2 separate regions of the Mus musculus genome follow, and region 2 is linked to region 1. A link is a contact called in public Hi-C data. All regions are on one chromosome and are shown on one strand. Each heading gives the region's core, a stretch centred on a gene start, on an enhancer-like site or on the middle of the called end of the contact. The rest is flanking DNA. Distances are from core to core; before and after follow the strand shown. Region 1 has its middle 10 kb from the start of Gm22491. Region 2 overlaps Med12l (mediator complex subunit 12-like).

Evidence for each region. A called contact is a pair of places that touch in the nucleus more often than the background predicts.
Region 2: a Hi-C map of female germline stem cells shows a contact between it and region 1, with 6 times the contacts expected there. The contact joins two enhancer-like sites. A contact is called at or near these places in 20 of 39 promoter capture datasets (the 3T3-L1 cell line, 3T3-L1-derived adipocytes, the C10 cell line and 13 more), 9 of 15 datasets of contacts at CTCF or cohesin (CD8 T cells, the G1E-ER4 cell line, the NIH/3T3 cell line and 6 more), 224 of 484 Hi-C or Micro-C datasets (the 63-12 cell line, 8-cell embryo, the AML12 cell line and 113 more), 29 of 115 datasets of contacts at active chromatin or transcription factors (the 230-238 cell line, CD4 single positive thymocytes, CD8 T cells and 20 more) and 3 of 9 other capture datasets (adipose tissue, embryonic tail and pancreatic islet).

What each region holds. Positions count from the first base shown.
Region 1 is chr3:58,982,790-58,988,440 of GRCm38.p6, reverse strand. It overlaps the pseudogene Rpl13-ps6. Among named protein-coding and RNA genes, the nearest start is that of Gm22491, 10 kb to the right of the region's middle. Within about 2 kb of position 3,245, at least 8 of the 459 cell types and tissues checked have an H3K27ac peak or open chromatin away from gene starts, as enhancers often do. A contact at or near this core is called in female germline stem cells and olfactory sensory neurons, where this site is marked.
Region 2 is chr3:59,056,091-59,061,741 of GRCm38.p6, reverse strand. All of the region lies in intron 4 of Med12l (mediator complex subunit 12-like), which reads right to left. Among named protein-coding and RNA genes, the nearest start is that of Gpr171, 43 kb to the left of the region's middle. Within about 2 kb of position 2,596, at least 61 of the 459 cell types and tissues checked have an H3K27ac peak or open chromatin away from gene starts, as enhancers often do. A contact at or near this core is called in female germline stem cells and olfactory sensory neurons, where this site is marked.

The DNA of each region.
Region 1 (5,651 bases), core at 1,996-4,495:
TTTAGTCAACTGTTATTCCTGGGTGTGTCTGTTTTCTAGGTATTTCTATTGAAACGACAACTGAACTAGGTAAAGCAGATTGCCCTTCTTGGTGTGGAATCAACTTGTTGAAGACTTGAATACAAAAGGCAGGGTAGGAGAGCATACTTGGTCAAGTGCTGAGAGAAAAAAAAAAAAAAGGTGACTGCTGAAATGCATGGCCCAAAATGGGATATTTAAACCATGTTTTTAAGGCTCAGAGAACATTACAGAAGGGAAAGCAGGAAGGATTAAGAGCCAGAGGAAGGGGTGGAATGTTATCTTCTTGAACACATAGCAGCAACTGTGGCTTCACAGTTCACAAACAACTATTATTACCTGCAAAATGCCTTCACAAAATTGAGTCCATCCACATCTCGTAATGAATCCAGGAGAGAGATCAAGGCTCCACCCTCCCTGAGGTTGAGACCTTAACACTGCCTGGCCTAACCTAATCACAGTGCCTCCTCTCCTCCTCCCCTCCCCTCCCCTCCCCTCCCCTCCCCTCCCCTCCCCTCCCCTTCCCTCCTCCTCTCCTCTCCTCCTCTCCTCTCTTCTCCTCTTTTTTTTTTTTTTTTTGCTTTATGGAAAATTTATTGCAACTCTCCAACACAGAATTATTTTTTCTTTTCAACGTCTTGCTCTGCAGCTTCCTTCGCCCTTTTTGCTCGGATGCCAAAGAGTCGGGCATTGGAACGGGCCATTCGGAGACTGGCAAAAGCCTTAAAGTTCTTCTCTTCTTCTGTGATAACTCTGGCCTTTTCCTTTTTGTACACATTCCGGATGGGCATCACAGGTCCTGTCAGCTGGGTGGCCAGCTTAAGTTCTTCAGCAGAACTGTCTCCCTTCTTCGGAGCAGAAGGCTTCCTGGGGAACAGGATGAGCTTGGAGCGGTACTCCTTCAGGCGCTGCACGTTGGCCTGCAGTGACTCCGTGGACTTGTTTCGCCTCCTCGGGTCCACAGAGATGCCGATGGTGCGAGCCACTTTCTTGTGGATGCCAGCCACCCTGAGCTCCTCCAGGCTGAAGCCCCTGCCAGCCCGGACCTTGGTGTGGTATCTCACTGTAGGGCACCTCACGATGGGCCTGATGGGGCCGGACGCGGGGCGAGGGGCGATGCTACGCGCTTTCGCCTGCCGGGCCTTGCGCCTGCGGATCTTGCGCGCCGGCTGGTTGAACCAAGTGTCCACTCGCTGCTGCCAATCCTTGTGGAAGTGGGGCTTCAGTATCATGCCATTCCGGCTGGGCGCCATGGCTGCCTCCTATACAGGAGAACAGCCGAGCGGAAAGGCTCTTCTCCTCCTCTTATCTCTCCCTCCCCTCCCCTCCCCTTCCCTCTCCTCTCCTCTTATCTCCTCTTCTCCCTTCCCTTAACAAGTAACTAAAAATGTCCAAGATAGCCTTGAAATCAATCCTTGCAGAAAGATAAAAGTTGACTCTAGAATCAGGGAAAAGAAAAAATCTGGAAAAGTCATAGAAGCAACAGTTCAGGTCATATGTAGGTATTTAGCTACATCCTCATCCATGTAACTCTAGATGTTAGCATCATACAGTTGGTTATCTATTTAGAAAGTGCTGATTTTTAAGTGGCCTTAAAGACACTTGCATGTGTGTCCACTCACTCTCTGCTGGGCATTTCTTCTTTTCTTGGTGTGTTTAACAGTTCGACTAGTCCTGGCTCTTAGAGTGAGTTAACTATCCTTTATCACCTTCCCGGTGCCACATTTTGGATCGAGCTGATGGACTTGGCCATTTACCCCTGGACATTTTCCCTGTCTCCATCTCTCCTTTAAGGTCCGAATGCTTGAGTTTACAGGCTAGGTTGACAATGGAGACTACTGGCTTTTTACCTGAACACATTTTGATGTCACAAGCAAGTATGGTGATCTGTGTTGTGCTGATCTCGCCAAAGAAGAGCTGTGTTCCTCAGATTGTTCTTCCCTCTGTACTTCAAGTCTGCAATGACCACAAGTGCTGCCGTGTGCAAGCTTTGACTAGAGGAAGTGAATCATCTTGTTATCCTTTGCATACTTGACATTGTAGGTAAGAACACCAGGCCCTACCTCAGCTCACGCTGAGATTTCTCAGGTCACCTTGTTGATAAGATGCAAACCACTAACACTCCCACCCCTCAGCTGCTGTGGGACTTGCATCCTCCTTTGGTTTCTTTGAGTACTCAGTCAGTGGTTGTTCAGCTTAATGACAAGCACCAGTTTTCCCTGAAGGGATCCTTTCATCAAAATTAGAGGTTGGGAGGCAAGGGAAAGCAATGTGGAATCAGGTCTCCCTTGTGGTCTCTAGTTTACCCTTTCACCCACTTGCTATCTCTGTTCCTGATCGATGGCTCTGGATTGCCAGAACCCAACACTAGAAGCAGAGCCAGCTGCCACACAGGTGATTATGCAAGTCTTGCCAGCTGTCAAGTCAAATCCCCACAGTGAATTAGGTGCTGCGTTGCAGATGCTATCAAGGGGGCTCCTGGATTTTTTTCCCCTTTCTTCGTAGTCTACCCAGTCATCACGGGGAATGAGACTAATTAGCAAGTGGGTCAGCTGTTCCTGGTTCCTCTCACCATGACCTCATCCAAATTTAGTAGTGTCATCCTAACTAGGTACCTAGAGCATGAATAAAAATTAGATAAAAATCTGGGGGGACTCCAAAACATCAAAAGGTTAATGTGAATTCACTGACCACAGGATAACACAAGGTCTAAGATACTGTGTTGTTTAAGGCAATAAGGAAAGAATGTAGAAGCTAATTAGAGAGGTGCAAAGATACTTTCCCTGCATAACATGATTCATCCCTCATGTTAAACACCTAATATGTGCTATGAAATAAGATAACAAAAATAGCTAACATTTGAGGATTTGTGTTCTATTCTGCAATTTTCTAAGGACAAAGTGTTTAGAAAGACGTTTGGATTAAGCACATAACGGGTGTTACATGTTATTCTATGTGCTGTTTTTGTAATGTCACATTGAACTGTCACAATGACCATGTGAGGTGGTGATTGTAATAGGTTCGATCCTTTACCAGTCAGGCGCACCATCTCGCAGTCGTACGTGTTGGTTGCTAAGAGTTTACAGCTCTTTCTCCAGAGAATCGTTTTCAGTCCACCAGGGGCCACGCGAGGATGTTATCCTCAACACCATCCCTGGGTGGATAGTCAAGAAGCATGACTCAGAGACTCAGGCCTTCGCTGCAGGGTGGCTCTGCCTTTCGGTGAGGCTCACAAGCTCCCTGGGGTTTAGTTTAGAGCTAAACCCCAGCTGAGGCCACAGCGCCCTGCTCTGTCTTAACCCTAACACCTCCCTATTTTTCTCTTGAGATACTCCCTCAAGAAAGCACGACACCTCCAAGTCTTTCCTTGAGTTTTAACCAAAGGTAGTCCTGGATGCAGTAGCAATATTCCCATTTACAACAAGAAAACCAGCAGGGAGGCCAAGGGCCTTCTCCAAAGCACATAGAAAACTAGATGGGAAGGTAGGTCGTCTGAACTCATGTTTCTTTGTTTCTCACAGCTCTTCATGGAGTTAAACAAATTCAGAAAGGACTTATGAGCTAAACAACAACAACAACAACAAAAAACACTTTTCTCTCAATAGACTCTGTCCAAACCCTGACTCCCTTATGGAGAGTTGATAATCAATCAAATATAACTATTCTGCTTCCGGGGACCTCACTCACAAGTTCATGATTAAAACACATGGTCACCAGTAGGAAGCAGTATTTATAGTTCTCACACACACACTCATTCACAGACACACCTGGAGTACCCTGACTTTGAATGGTTCATCTGAGGATGGTGTGTGTGTGTGTGTGTGTGTGTGTGTGTGTGCCCTGTCTCTAAAACATTCTGCTCTGCCTTCTTTTTCCACTGCCCAACCACAGGCTCTAGACTTATCTGACTAATCTTAGACTTATCTAAGATTGCACCTGACCTCCCCTGAGCACAGGCACCCCTTTTGAGGGGGTCAGAAAAACAGACAGCAATCTACCACACCAGAGTACCGTAGTGAACCTGTGTTCATCAGTTCAGCTGGAATCACCCTGCGTAATCAGCTCTGAGATGCTGGGCAGCTGCATGCCACATGCCCAGCTTGTCTATATGTTTATGTGGATGTTGAGGACCAAGCTTCAGATCTCACACACGTGCAGCATCATTTTTCAACTTGATAGAACCGTACATGGAACTTGAATCTTTATCCTGAAGTGTCAACATGTGGAACAATACGCTCTCACGCCACTTACACCATCAGCGAGCTGAAACTCCTAGTTAGCCACGCAAGCTATTTAACACTTCACGGCCAAACAGGTTTTGTGTTGGATGCTTCTTCCAACTGCTCTACGCTGGAGTAAAAGATAGGCTTGGTGTGTCATTTCCCTCCTAGCCCTTTCCGCTCTTATCCTGTAAGTATCTGCTGGTGGTTTCAGGTTTATTAGCTCTAGGTTTCATTTAGAAGCAAACCTTGTCTTATTAACATGGCATACCGTATACACGTATTTCTCAGTTTTGTTTGTTTTCCTTTTGTTGCTCCACATCAGCCTGGAAGTAATTCCGTGTCGGTTCACAGAGATCTCCCTGCTTGTGAGCTCTCTGCTGTGTGGATACTGTAGTTTACTAATCAGTCTCCATGGTAGAGGACTTAGAGTGCTCGTGAGTATTTTTACAACGACAAATAATGCTGTAATAAATAACCTTGAGCGTGGGTATTTTTGTTCCACTAGAGGAAGCACCGTGTAGAGACAGAAACCACACAGCAATTAAAATAGAGGAAGTTTAATGCTAAAAATTATAAAACCCTGATAGAGTAACATAAAGAAGAAAAGAACTATAATGATTGGCTAACATTTTCTACAATAGGACAGACTGCAAATAGATTGACCATACTCTCTCTGTCACACGGAAAGCTCTATAGACGGTACATAAACAAATGGGCCTGGCTGTGTTCCCAAACAATTTTATTTCCAAAACAGGTGGTGAGTTAGACTTAGGCAGCTGACCATAATTCTTCAAAGCAGGATATAAAGGATGTTACAGTGCAGAAAACGGATACCAAGGCCGCAGAGCCAGCTAGGGAACTTCCACTGTCTGTCAGGAGAGAAGCCTCTTAGAAACAAGGGTGGACTACTGGATGGAGGAGAAATTGAGGGAGGGACCTCCACTAATCTTGTCCACAGTTGGGGGGTGAGGGGCAAGCAGGAAACGCCTTTTGGGCATACAAAGCCTCACAAATAGCCACAGACTGGCGTGAAGCACTGCGTGGCACTCTTGCTGGCCACTAGACCCAGTTTGAGACTGGCCACTCTGACACTACCTGCCCGATTCCATCACGTTCTTCTGCACAGGCAACACAGGCTTTGAAAGAACAGCTAAGTAAAAGAAAGCCAAACCCAGCCTGCCAGAAATTGTCTCTTTTCCTTCTGCAATGTCTCTCTCGCGCCCTCTACTGACAAAGCTTAATATCCATTACCTCAGAGAAGCTCTGGAGGGCAGATCAAAAGTGGAAAGGCTCCTGGAGTAATTTGCGAGTCCACTGAACAAACCTATTCTGTAAGAGTTATCATGCTGAATCCTTGAACACAGCGTGTTTCCAAACTCCTTTCTTTTCTTTTTTCTTTTTTTGTCAATA
Region 2 (5,651 bases), core at 1,347-3,846, 74 kb before region 1:
CTACGATGCAGCAATAGTGATGACATATACAGGGAATGCTTTGCTTATGAGACCTGCCATAGCATGGAGGAACGATCGAAAATACTAAGTGAAAAAATGCTAGTTTGGTAGACCTATATATTATATGGCTTATGATGTCCAAAATAAGAAAATCTATACAAAAGTAAACTAGTGATGTTAATGAATATGGGGTTTTACAAGTGGTGAAAATGTTCTAAAATGGGGTTGATGGTGATACAAATGTTTCCTCCAAGACTGAAACATCCCATCCTGCAGGGAAGCTACTTAAGCAGAAAGTCCTTGCCTGCCAGAGCAGGCAATAAAGGGAGAGACCCTCTGAGACTAAGCGAGAAGGTTCGCAAGAAGGTTCGAAACTTCCCCGGTGCTGTGACCCTTTAATACAGCTCTCCTCATTTTGCAGCCACACACACCCCACCACAAAATTATTTTCATTGCTATTTTATAACTGTAATTTTGCTACTGTTATGAACTGTACATCTGTGTTTTCTGATGCTCTTAGGTGGTTCCTGTGAAAGGGCCATTTCAACCCCAAAGGGGTTGTAACCCACAGGTTGAGTCTCTGGAAAGGGGGAACAGAACTGCAAAGATTCAAAGATGTCAATCTGCAAAGAAGATTCTTGAAACCAGCTGAGCTGCCTGGGAGTGGCTTAGAGCAGAGTTACTTGCGAAAGACACTCTCGAAGCTGCTCCACTGCCTGCAGGCTATACAGTGTGCTCTAGGCTCCCAGCTTTTGTGAGCTGTCACCCAGGCTGGGGTGGGCCTTGGTGATGCAACAATCTGTGAGTCAATTCTGCTCCAGTAAGTAACCCCTCACCCATATTCCTGTAAGTAACCAAAAAAAAAAAAAGCTCGCTTGTTCATCAAGTTGGATTTGGGGTGGGGTCCCTATCTGGGGTGAGTGTTGTGTCTTCTTAGGAAACGATTTATCACCAACAGATGGCTTTATAACTATGAACACACAAACATCTTTGGGCTGATTTTATGCATGGGTTAATTATATAGCATATGAATTACATCTCAAGGAAGTGATCTGTTTTTTTCTTAAGATACTTTATTTCCAGTAAGAAATTATCTACATTTCACAAAGTAAAATAAAAGTAAATTCTATGATCTCTGGAAGAGAGGGCAGTTGGGGGAGATGAGAGGGAGAAGCCAGAGTGGCCATAAGTTTAGGGTTAAAGGTGGGTCGAGGGTGAGGGGACTTACAAACTTCTACATTCTTTTTAATATCCACAACAATATGATTTGTAAAGTTATAATTATCCAAAATCCCGATTCGGCCAATGTTAACTTCTGGAATGAAAACGTGCTTGCCAGTGTGTTGACTAGCAGCCTGGATAAACAACAGCATAAATCATAGCTACCATTCCAATATGACGGGAGGCCAAGGGAGTGAAAGCACTGGCTAGGCTACTATGTCTGCTGAACTATCAGGAAGCACGCCCTTCTGGCTGCGAGGGAGTTAGAGAGCAGAGAGGAAAGGGTAGCAAGCAACTGTACACAGCAGAAACACTACAACGCAATAAGTGACCAGACACATTAATCCTTTGAAAACATTTGCTGGTGGCTGGGAAGATGTTCAGCAGGTAAGTGCCCTTACTGCTTTTCCAGAGGACCGGAGTTCAGTTCCAAGCCCACACAGCAGGCAGCTCACAGCCATCTGTGACTCCAGCTGCAAGGGAGCCAATGACCTCCACAGGTGTCCACATACATGTTACATACACAGGCCAATAATAACATAATAATAACTCCTTAATATTTTCTTCTGTTCGGATGTGACTCACCAGCAGAGAGAGCTCATGTGTGCCAACAAAGTAAATGCCTTATCAAATAACTATCTAGTTTTATGTGCATACAAGGTTTCCCTGTGTTATTTTTAAACTGGCTTTATTGTCCAAAGACACTACATATTATACAAACCACTGCTGCCATGAAATCACGAATATGTCCTAGAAAGAAACAAAGAATAAATATCTAAAATAGAAGCCGTCAGCACTTAGCTACACGGGCTGGAGGTTCTCCTGGGAACTTCTAAGAGAATTAAGAGAGAAACCACCCGAGGCACGTCATTGATGAGGTCCAGAGAGACATGGGTGTGCAGAGGGACCAGCAGCAGTGGGAGAGATGCTCTGGTGTGCTGTGGGACTCGGGAGGGGAGATGAAGGGTGGCAGTCTGTCACTTCTAGAAGGGAAGCACAAATGAGTTTCACAGGCAGAAGCAGCAATGGAAGCAGAGGCTCCAGCAGCTAGAGGTTCCCAAGCGATTGTAAAATGACCACAAGAGGGCACTAGTGAAACATTCATCCATCCAAGAACGGTCTCAAGCCAGCAACCCAGGCAGCGACTTCACGGGAGTACAGCCTTTCACAAATGTTTAAAAGGCACTGAAGAATTCTGGTCAAAGGAGTACCAGGATCCAATACATAAATGGAAACTAACTCTCAGGAAGTTGCATAAGCAAAGTGAGCAGGGGCTACCACATTCAGCGGGGATGTGACCCTGGTAGGGAACAGAGGAGAGGTAGGAGTGGGGCCCTTGCTGGAGGAAAACAGTAGCCAGCCTGATAACAGAGATGAAGGGAAGGGCTGCTCGATTAGGGAAGCTTCCGGATTCACAGTGGAGTGGCTGGGGAGATAACAGTGCCACCCTGTGGGACACACAGGGCTACTGGGAGGTGGGAGGCTGCATTCACTGTGGGTACATTAACCTCCTCCTTTAACTACACTTTTAATTTTGAGATCATTACAGATTTCTGTGGATACCTCAGTGTGCAATGACTTTTGCCTTGGCATAGTGAGAGGTTCCCAGTATGAAAAACAGGGCAATATTTATGAAGACTGAGCTAGTACTTTTAATTAACCCCTTAGGACATGTTTCCTCTCCCCAGGGACCAGGCCCAGGAGAGAAAGTTTCCAGCAAGACAACAGACTTGTTGGCCAGCTAATGCCTTTGCTGCCCTGTGTACACAACACAGTGGGCCCTACCACAGCAAGAATCTGTCCCCCAAGACGGAGAAGAGACCTCAGGAATGGCGGGAGGGGGGTCCCTCCTGAGGATCTTGGTGGCAGGAGACACAGAGGAGTGTAGCTAGAGAAAGGCAGCTGCTACCAGCCCCCCACCCCAGCAAAGCAGCAGACCTGAGTGTATTCTTACATATGATACTTATAGCTGGTATAGCTCTTATAGCTGGTAGGAGCAGGTTCGATCCCTTGGCCAGCAAAACTAAAACTCTCCTCTCCTCTTTCCTCTGCCAGAATGAAGTTCATGCCATGATCATACTGCTGATGGTAGTTTGTGAAATTTTTCAACAATAAAAATGGCACAGCATTCATTTAACTCCACATACACAGAGACACAAACACACCACACACATACACATACATATATATATATATATATATATATATATATATATATACACACACAAATATGCACACACATATACACGAATATGTACACACACTACACCCACACACAGTGAGAAGCCACTCTAATTCGTCTACTTCTGATCAAACCATAGACAGCTAGGCTTTTTGTGAGGACACAATACAAGACATCTTATCACCAGGTGACCATACAAAATAGCTCCAGACCAAGAAGCTACAAAGCACAGTAACTTCCACATTATACAGAGCAGCCAAAAGATAGTCCTTGTGCCTGCTGTCAACACCCCAGAAGCCCATCCTTAATCTTCCCAGACACCGAGCATGATCTGTCCACCTAGTTAACCTCTGTTCACTTTGCATGCAACACACTCACAACCTCCCTGACACCCTAGTGACTAATAACTGTTTTCTGTACCCACACTCAATGCAATCTGAACTCCAATACAGCAGAGCTGACTCGGGCTTTAGAAAAATTCATTAAAGACAATTGGCTTTGAAGGCTATACGCAGTTTATATAAGATAACTCTATAACTTAAGCCCTTCGCTGTTTTGTTCTCTTTGTTTTAAAGCAGCTTTCTAACCATCACAGAATTAACATTTCACTCAAGCTACAAAAACATCAGCAGTCCACTTTGAGCAGTTAGTGTTTTTTTAAGACCGTATATATTTACCTATTTAAAACACACATACACAGAAAGTGTCGGGTTGATATTAAATTTCCTGGTTTATGTTCTAAGTAATAAATCTTCAAAACAAATGAGCACTCAATTGATAGCCCTTCATCCCTCATCCCACTACATCTCTCCTAGCCTCGGGCACCTGACGTGAGTAGCACAAAGGTCCTGGACTTCAAACGGGCTGTGCACATTTGAGAAAGACAGGCTAGAACTGGAAGTGGTGCTGGACTACAATTCCCAAAGGCCCACTCCTAGTGGCATTTAATAGTGTTTGAGGCTGGCCCCTTGGATTAGATAACCTATCAAAGGTCTCCTCCTTGGAGAAGGAGGATTCTTTCTCTCTCAGCAGCCATTAGCCATCTAGAGTCCTCCATCTAAGGGGTGATGCTTTGTCATATTTCCCGCTCCCATGTTGGCATGCCAACTGATGTTGTTGTGACACTGATCTTCTTTTAAGTAACCATATTTTTGAGATTTTTATGGGTATAGCTTTCTCGTAGCTTGCAGAAGATCCCATCTCACAGCAGACTTTCTGGTCCGCTGGCTCTTACAATCTTTCTGACCCCTCTTCCGTGATTTTAACTGACCCTTAGGTACGGAGGTTGTGTTGTTGACACAGTAGTTGGTGCTAGATACCCTATAACCTGTTGCTTTCTGCATTTTGAGCCGTTGTAGATTTCTGCCATGTTATTTATCGGCTACACAAAGAAGATTCTTTGATGAGGGTAGGAGCTACACGTGTCTGTCTGTGATTATAAAGATAACTGTTTATAACATAACTAGGAATCATACTGTTTTATGAAAGTGACTTGGTTGTTCTGCTCTAAAGCCCACGGGCTCACCAGCTATGGGTAGCTGGCCAGGTTTATAGTACTGCATGAATTCTCCCCTTTCAGGGGGTCTTAAATCCAACTGGACAGCTGTCAGGACGTAAGTGACACTATCGCTGCACCCTTGGGGAGAGCGTGTCTTGTTGGTCATTGTTACGGTTTGTATACTTACACTTCACTTCTTGGATAGGAGTGTTGACTGCTTTTTTTTTTTCCCATGGCAATTTGCAGAGCTCCTTTGGATACAGGAAAAGCTAATCTCAAGGGAGGATGTTTTGCGATCAATTCTACCTAATTCTGCAAAGTTCTTTGTCCAAATAAGTGCTGCCTTTAGCAATAGCATCTTACCTTAGAGTTTTAAGAAGCAACTGAGAGCAATGGCAGTGCTCTATACTGTTTTGGGAGTCCCTTGGACTTCCCTGCAAACAACTCTAAGGGCGATTTCCCACACCTGGCAGTAAAAGTGTGTGTGTGTAAAGTGTGTGTGTGTGTGTGTGTGTGTGTGTGTGTGTGTGTGTGTGTGTGTGTGTATTTTGTTTGTGTGCTTTGTTTTGACAGTCTATGGCTCTTGGGGAGGGATGCAATTTTTAATATAAATAAATGATTGCTCATATGCAACATATCTATCTCTTTAGGATGTAAGTTTGCTTTCTGGTTTAATAAACAGTAAATATGTATGTTTACTAAACAATTGTTTAAAAATAAATCCATGCTGTGTTAACAACAAAAAAAAAA